2 separate regions of the Arachis hypogaea genome follow, and region 1 is linked to region 2. A link is a contact called in public Hi-C data. All regions are on one chromosome and are shown on one strand. The core of a region is the stretch at or near the end of the contact, and the rest is flanking DNA. Distances in the headings are between cores, read along the strand shown.

Region 1 (3,642 bases), core at 1,123-3,622, 280 kb after region 2:
AAAGGATTTTTTCTGTTATAAAATAAAAAAAATCTTTTTTTTTTCAAAAACAAATTAAACTCGTATTTTAGATTTTTTTTTTTTTGAGTTTTCATAAGGTTAGTCGGGCTCTTACCAAGGTTCTAAAAACCGAACCGGTCATTGAACCACTCTAGCTACTAATTCACTGCCTCATTGGCTTACAGGTTCAACCGGTTCAATCGGAATAACCGTTTTATAATAAAATAATAAATAAAACATAAATGAACACACCAAAACATAATTATAATCTAATTTAAACTTTAGAATGTCATCTAAATCAAAAGTATTACACCAACCACAATATTATAATATCATCCAAATACAAACTCAAAAGTCAAATAATAAAAGAAACAACCAACACATAAAATGCCAATATCATAGTTTGTCATCAATAATCAAAATCCAAAAAAACATAAACTAAGATCAAACAAAATGCAATAACGAGAACAACAAATTAAATTGACCGATACTATCATCTAGCCAATAACAAAATTTTGTTAACAGCAACCCAATGAAAAAAACAATTAATTAAGATCAACAACATAAACTAAGATCAAAATAATAAGATCAAGATAAAAAACAAACCACAACAAGTACAATTTATCAAATTAACAAGTTATTAAAATGTCAAAAGCAGCACAACAACCTAACAATCGCAATTTACAAGATCAAGAACCGCCCCAGAACAACAATTTATCAAAGTAACAAGTTAGAAAGATCAAGAACATAACAAAACAAGTTAACAAAACAAGTTAATATAGCAATACAACGACAAAATAAGAACTAGAACTGCAACCTATTAATTAAAACAACCACCAACTAAAACAAGATCTGCATCCTCCATCCATTCATTGTTCTGCACAATTATCCCCAATTTAACCAAATTGATACTATCATCTAGTCAATAACAAAATTTAGTTAACAGCAACTCAATGATAAAAACAATGAATTAAGATCAACAATATAAACTAAGATCAAAATAACAATAATAAGATCAAGAACAAACCACAAAAAGTACAATTTATCAATTAACAAGTTACTAAAATGTCAAAAACAGCACAACATCATCAAGAACATCCCCAGAACAACAATTTAAAATTCAAAATTTTACTATTTCACATAGTAACTAGTTCATATTTTATTATTAAATATTCATAATAAAAGATTTTTAATTAATTTCTAAGCTCTAATCAAGCTCAATTGCTTGAGAATCAAAATAAACACTCCAAAAGAATCAGAACAGAATGGTGATGAGAAAAGGAGAAAATTAATTGTGATATAAGAAACAAAGAAATGAATTCATAGACTTAGAATTGAAAACAGAATTATTAAGAATCAATACACAGATCATATTATTTTGAACTAAAAATTAAATCACACTTCCAAACATAAGGTTTGTACTATATATATATATATGGAAGCTATTGACCTGAAACAGAATAACATTCAAGAGTCTAACTCCTCTTCTTTCACTCTTTCTTGAAGAAAATCTTATTCTATTACATTTTTATCCTCAATACTAATCAATTATTCAACAAAAGTCAGAATCCAAAAACTTCTCAGCATCCAAAATCATTCAAAGCCAGAGAATCCAAAAACAGCAAAACTAAGCAAAAAATCCAAATTCAGCATCCAAACTAAATTCAGAATCACATCAGCAACAATCCCAATTAGAACACAATTATTTCAGAAAATCGGCAACTCAGAATATCAAAATTATTTTAAAAAAATTTAACAAAACACCATCAACCATCATCCATCCAAATTTAACAAAATAAATAAAAATGAACAAAAGCAGAAAAATCAGCAACTCAGAATCAGATTTCAGCAACTCGGTCAAATTAACAAAACAAGAAAACATAAATTGAAGCAGTTTTGCTTACGGCGGCGAGGGAGGAAGGGAAGTGACGGCCAGGGAGGAAGGAAAGTGAACTCGGATAGAGAGAGGCTCGAAGACAGGTTGACGCGCACGAGAGAGAGGCGGGAGGCTCGACGACGAAGACAGAGACACAAGTTCAGGGTGGCCGACGACGAGGACAGAGGTGGCGACGCCCAGCTCCGAACAGACCTGGCGACGCGAGGAGAAGGGATCCAGGAGAAGAGGATAGCGACGGCGGGGCTGGACGCTGGCTGAGGAGAAGAGTTCGGCGACGGCGAAGCCGGGCGCTGGCTGCTGCTGCTGGCGGCGATGAGAGAGAGAGAGAGGGGGCGTTAGCTATTGTGAAGGGGTTTCTTTGTGAGAGAGAAGGAACCCCGTTTTTTTTTCTCTCTTTTAGTCTTTTTTTTTTTTTTTAGACTATCTTGGTGGAACCGTGTATAACATATAAACGATTTTTGAGTATACATTTGTATAACAATTTATATAATGATATAATTTTTATATGATGATTTAAATTAATGTTAAATTACTTTTGAAATTTTTTTATATCAATTTCAAAATGAATTCATTGAATAAATATTAAAATTTTAAAAAGCTTAACGTGAATTTAAATAAACTATAAAAAAACAAAGTATGTGTTTGAATTATAATTTACAAATAGAATTTTGTATAAAATTGATTTTGTAAAATTGATTTTGATAAAAAATAAGTTTATGTTAATGTGATTTATATTTGACAATCTTTATATCAAAATAAATTATAGTAAAATAAATATTGTTTGGATTATACTACTCAAAATCATTTTTAGATGAAAAATTACTAAGAGAGACATCAATTTAAATATTTTTTTAGAGTTATACTACGATGTACACTAAAATCAGCCAATAAAGTCGGCCACCAGTATAAAATACATGCTAGAATGAATATAAATACAAATTAAAAATAAATTAAATTACACATATATTTATACACAAATACATTGGTGGCTGGTTTTGGTGTATATATAACATTTTTATTTTTTTTTATGAAAACTCTAGGGGGACAGCAACTTTGTTAAATTATGGCCAGCATGTAACCAGCAAAGAAAAATGAGCCATTAGATGAAATTTCACACAAATTTCACACCATTAAAACCATCATTGATGGCTATTTGATGACTACAAATCACAAAAGTTGCTGGCTCCTAACATTCCTCTTTTTTTTATATATTATCCTATCATCTTAATTTAGATATTTTTATAAGAAAATCAATATTTATTTACTAAATTAAAGTAACATGTAAAAGTTAACAAAATATATTTTATACTAAAATTAAAAAATATATTTTATTACCTATGAATAATTTTTTATTTAATTTGTCTTTTTAAATGAGATTATAATTTATATTATAAAAAAATTACAATAAAACATAATATATGAGTATTATAATTATAAATTTTATTGAACTGAATAAAAAATAAAAATTTCAACCAAAACAAAAATATTAGACATAAAAAATCGTCAAATATAAAAAAAATTACTAAGAACAAAGAAACAGTAAGAATTGCAAAAAATAATAATATACATAAAAAATCAGAACACTAACAAAAATAATATAAAAATTATTTATCATATAAATAAAATAAATATTAAAAAAAAGAGTACTATAAATTTTATAATATAAAACAAAAAAAATATTCTATAATTTTTTTAGTACTATCTGTATTCTTTTATTTAGTATTATTTTATATTATAAATTTTAT
Region 2 (3,923 bases), core at 302-2,801:
AATTTAGGGGGTTAAACAAGAATAGGAATTCAATACTTGAAACAATTATCAAGGTTAGCTCCTAGCTACCAAAACGGAACGGGACCCTTATCCTCAACCAATGAATGAAGGCATAGAGACAAAAATGGCCAAGGTTAGCACAGAACCTCATCAAAACTAAGCGTTTTGTCAGAAGTACACGTTGCCATTGATTCATCGAAGAAAACCCAAACGCGAAATCATGTACTTCATATCCCACCGACAGTTTAGAAGAACAGAATAATAAAACAAAGCAAACAATAATATATGTAAAATCTGCGTTTATAGCCAAAGAATTAGAAGAAAAATACGCAGAGATTAGTTGCATAAAAAGTTATCAAACCCTATTATTGAAGCAGCCAACAAACCCAGAAGAGAACAAAAAAAGAATGCTTTATTGAGATGGAAATGAGAAAGAACAGATGAAAAATTAAATGCAATTGAATGGGAGAGCTTACTCTTGCATTCTCATCGGCATTGATGAGGACGAACTCGTTCCTGTTGTGGGAACCAGCAACGAGTCTACCACCAGTGTGCATCACTATTACCAGTCAATGTTGTTTAGATCAACACCAAAATCACCCAATGCTGCTATCAATACAGGCTCTGAGAGAAGATCCTAGAAGACACGCATACATGAAAACCAAAATGGACTATTTCTCCGTTCGATGCAAGTAACTCTGGAGGTTAAGACGAAAAAAGTAACATAAATGAGCGAAAGAAAGGCAAGGCTTTTGGAGTTGGTGTGTGAGTGTACTTTGATTCCTTGAGAAGCCAAGTTCCCTCTTGAAGCTGTAACCAGGCTGTTCGCAATCTATGCCAGAGAGAGAAAGAGAGATAGAAGGAAAAAGAAAAGAAAGAAATAAAGAGGAGTAAAACAAAGTATAGATAGTGTTTATGTGGAAGGTTGCGAATACGCGTAAATGCGTAATAGAGAAGGTATAGAGAGAGAGGGAGAGAGAAATAGAGATCGAGAATATTATAAAAGGGGAAGAGGAAACAAAAAAAAAAAAACAAGAAAATTAGAGAGTGTGTATGTGAGTGATGTAAGGTGGGGCCCGGGCGATGGTGGTGGCGCTGGGCTGTATCGCCCCACCGGAGTTGGGTGAAAACCTTTCTACTACAGATCAAATTAATTATGTCTTCCCCTTTGAGAGGTATGAAATGTAAAAGAGTGAGTGGGTTTAGAGAGAGAGAGAGAGAGGGAGTTGGAATTAAAGGGAAAGGAAGATAGTGGGAAGTATGTTCTGCTCCCGCGGCGTAGATTCATGGCCTTTCAAATATTGTGAAAATTACCTTCACTCCCTCCATCTCACGCGCCTTCTATACATGAACATTTCATTACTACTTCACAATTCAGAAACCAATAGGATAGGGGAGGCGATAGATAGGTGTGCGGACCACAGCTGGACTCTGTTGACTGTGCCTCTGTGCTTTGCCTTTACTACTACTATATTATTCATTATTCATTCATTAATCGCCCAATGTGATTAGCTCCCTTTCTGCTTTCCAGATCTGCAGCTTCATATCTACTAGTTGAAACTCTTTTAAACCACGCATCATTATTAAGGCTGCGTTTGTTTCTAAAAACAGGATAGGAAAAGATACTGATGATAGATAAAAATATAAAATTTTGGTATTTTTATATTTTATTTAGTGATAAACTAAAACAAATTATAAAAATTTAATTTATTCTCATTTTTTTCATTCAAAAAATTTGAGATGAAAAATATAACAATAAAAATATAATTATAAAAAATTAATAAGAATAATGAAAGAAAAAATAAAAAATAAGTTGTGTTCCTTGTTAGTGTCTCTGTATTCTTCCTGTCAGGATGGACACAAATACACTAATTCAGTGTCTCTGGACACATTGTCTTTGTCCATGTCTTCTCTGTCAAACACGATTTTGTGTCTCAGTGTCCCTGTTTTAGTGTCCTATCTCTGTAAACAAACGCAGCCTAATAGATCATTCTCGAATTAATATAATTAGATAGAACTTGTGATTAAAAGATGAGATGAGAGAGGGAGAGAGAGAGGGGGTGGAAAACACAGGGAGGGGTAGAATTAGGCAATTTCGTAAAGATCCGAGGGTTTGGAATCGAGAAGAGTACTGTAGATTGGAAAACGAATCGTTCTCTATCTTTGTAGATCATCTTCCTGAAGACATATCAAAGAGCTAGCTGTACCACTTGTTCAACTAGACTGGCGAATAAATGATATTTATCTCTCACGAAAACAAAAAAATGGTAATATGTACATTTTTGCGTTCATCCGGTATACAACGAAGGGTGGAGCCACAAAAGCTATTGTGGAGATGAATAGAATGAGGTTACGAGAAAAGGTTGTTTCAGTAGGAGAAGCGAGGTATAGACGAACAAATGAAGTGGAGAATGTTAAGAGGCATGAAGTGGAGGGCGATGGCCGGAAAATTGCTCATCATCAATCTCAACATGAGGAGGGTCTGAAGGTTTCAGGGAAGAGTATCGAAGAGCGTAGGAGACAGGCAGAAGCAGGGAAAAAAGAAGATCCACATGGCAACGGGTGGACGAAGAAGATGGAGGTTCCTGTGGCAAAGGAGAATCTTGAATGGCTACAGAGGAGTCTAATAGGCGGAACTACAAAGGCTATTGACAATAGATCCTTGAAGACTATAATTAGAAAGAACTTCCCTCAGGTTGTACAAGTACGAGAACTTGGAGCCTACAAAGCACTCATGACCTTTGACAGCGTTTTGAGTGCAGAAGAAGTCTACACGTTCAAAATGAATAATTTGCTGCAACTTTTTCATAACGTCTAGAGATGGGATGAGGAGGAACGTAGTGAAACTCGAAGGGTATGATTAGAGTGCTTTGGGGTCCCTCTGCACACGTGGTCAGCAGAGACGTTCAAGATAATAGGAAGCCATTGGGGAGAAGTTATTGGATGCGACGAAGCTACGGAATCATGCCTGTCGTTCAGTGTGGGACGGGTACAAATCGATACTTGTATTATGGACACAATTAAAGAGTGGATTCACATCACAATTGGAACTAGTGGATTCGACGTCCTAGTTAAAGAGGTGGGGCAGGAGAGTTATGGTCGGGAATGTAAGCTTCGAGAGGTAGACAATTCTTGTCCCCTAAAATCATGCGAGAATTTGGTTGCTAGCAGTTCGAGCACCATAGTTCCGGTGGCAAGCAGGGATCCGGTGGTTGAGCTGATGACGGCGGTGCCAAGGAAAGAAGAAGTGGACGAGGGTAGAGTAGTAATTTTTGAGAACATATTGAATGAATGGAGTTATTGCAATTCAATTCAATTTCAAAAATCAAAAGAAACGGATGATCCTAATTTAGAAGGAAGTGCTGATTTGAGAGGATATAATGATTTGCTAATAAATGATGCTGAATCCGAAAATACTATTACTTGGGATTACGGCATTGATGGGCTGAAGAAAGATAACTATTGGAGGGAAACAGGACAGCAAAAAAAGCTTGTTGGCTGGCCCAATAGAGTGTTTTGTGCAAATTGTGCAAATGGAGGTAGATTGAGCCCAACTAGCTTAAACAGAAGCCCGTTGCATACTAAAGATGCTGGACGTGGTGGGCTGGTGTTGGTGGATGCGGATCGGGTCACTCCAAGTCGGGTTGAGCTCTCACCCACTCCTGGGCTTTGCAACGCTGCACAGAATCAGGTGGATCAGGCGAATCAAATCCGGGACAGTATGCCTGATTCGATCGGCAACGGAGAGCTCAGAACCGTGGAACAGTGATGGGATCGTGGAGGCGAGTATGATTGCAGGCCTGCGACGGTGAAGGTTGCGCTTGAGCTTTGCCCGACGGAAACCACCCTCATGGAGTGCACGACGGATGAGGCGAGCCGACTAGTGATGCCGATAGTGAGGTTTCAATTTCCAAGGGATGGTG

The links. Hi-C and Micro-C count contacts between places; a contact is called where the count stands out from the background.
Region 1: a contact with region 2 is called in a Hi-C map of leaf, with 2.7 times the contacts expected there. The contact joins the promoter of LOC112784126 here to the promoter of LOC112784255 in region 2. A contact is called at or near these places in 2 of 8 Hi-C or Micro-C datasets (both in leaf).

What each region holds. Positions count from the first base shown.
Region 1 is chr20:109,490,171-109,493,812 of arahy.Tifrunner.gnm2.J5K5, forward strand. It overlaps LOC112784126 (iron-sulfur assembly protein IscA-like 1, mitochondrial), which reads right to left and starts at 2,373. Exons shown (of 4, transcript XM_025827245.3): 1 at 1,905-2,373.
Region 2 is chr20:109,212,428-109,216,350 of arahy.Tifrunner.gnm2.J5K5, forward strand. It overlaps LOC112784255 (cellulose synthase A catalytic subunit 6 [UDP-forming]), which reads right to left and starts at 1,552. Exons shown (of 14, transcript XM_025827411.2): 1 at 477-1,552. The coding sequence starts at 557.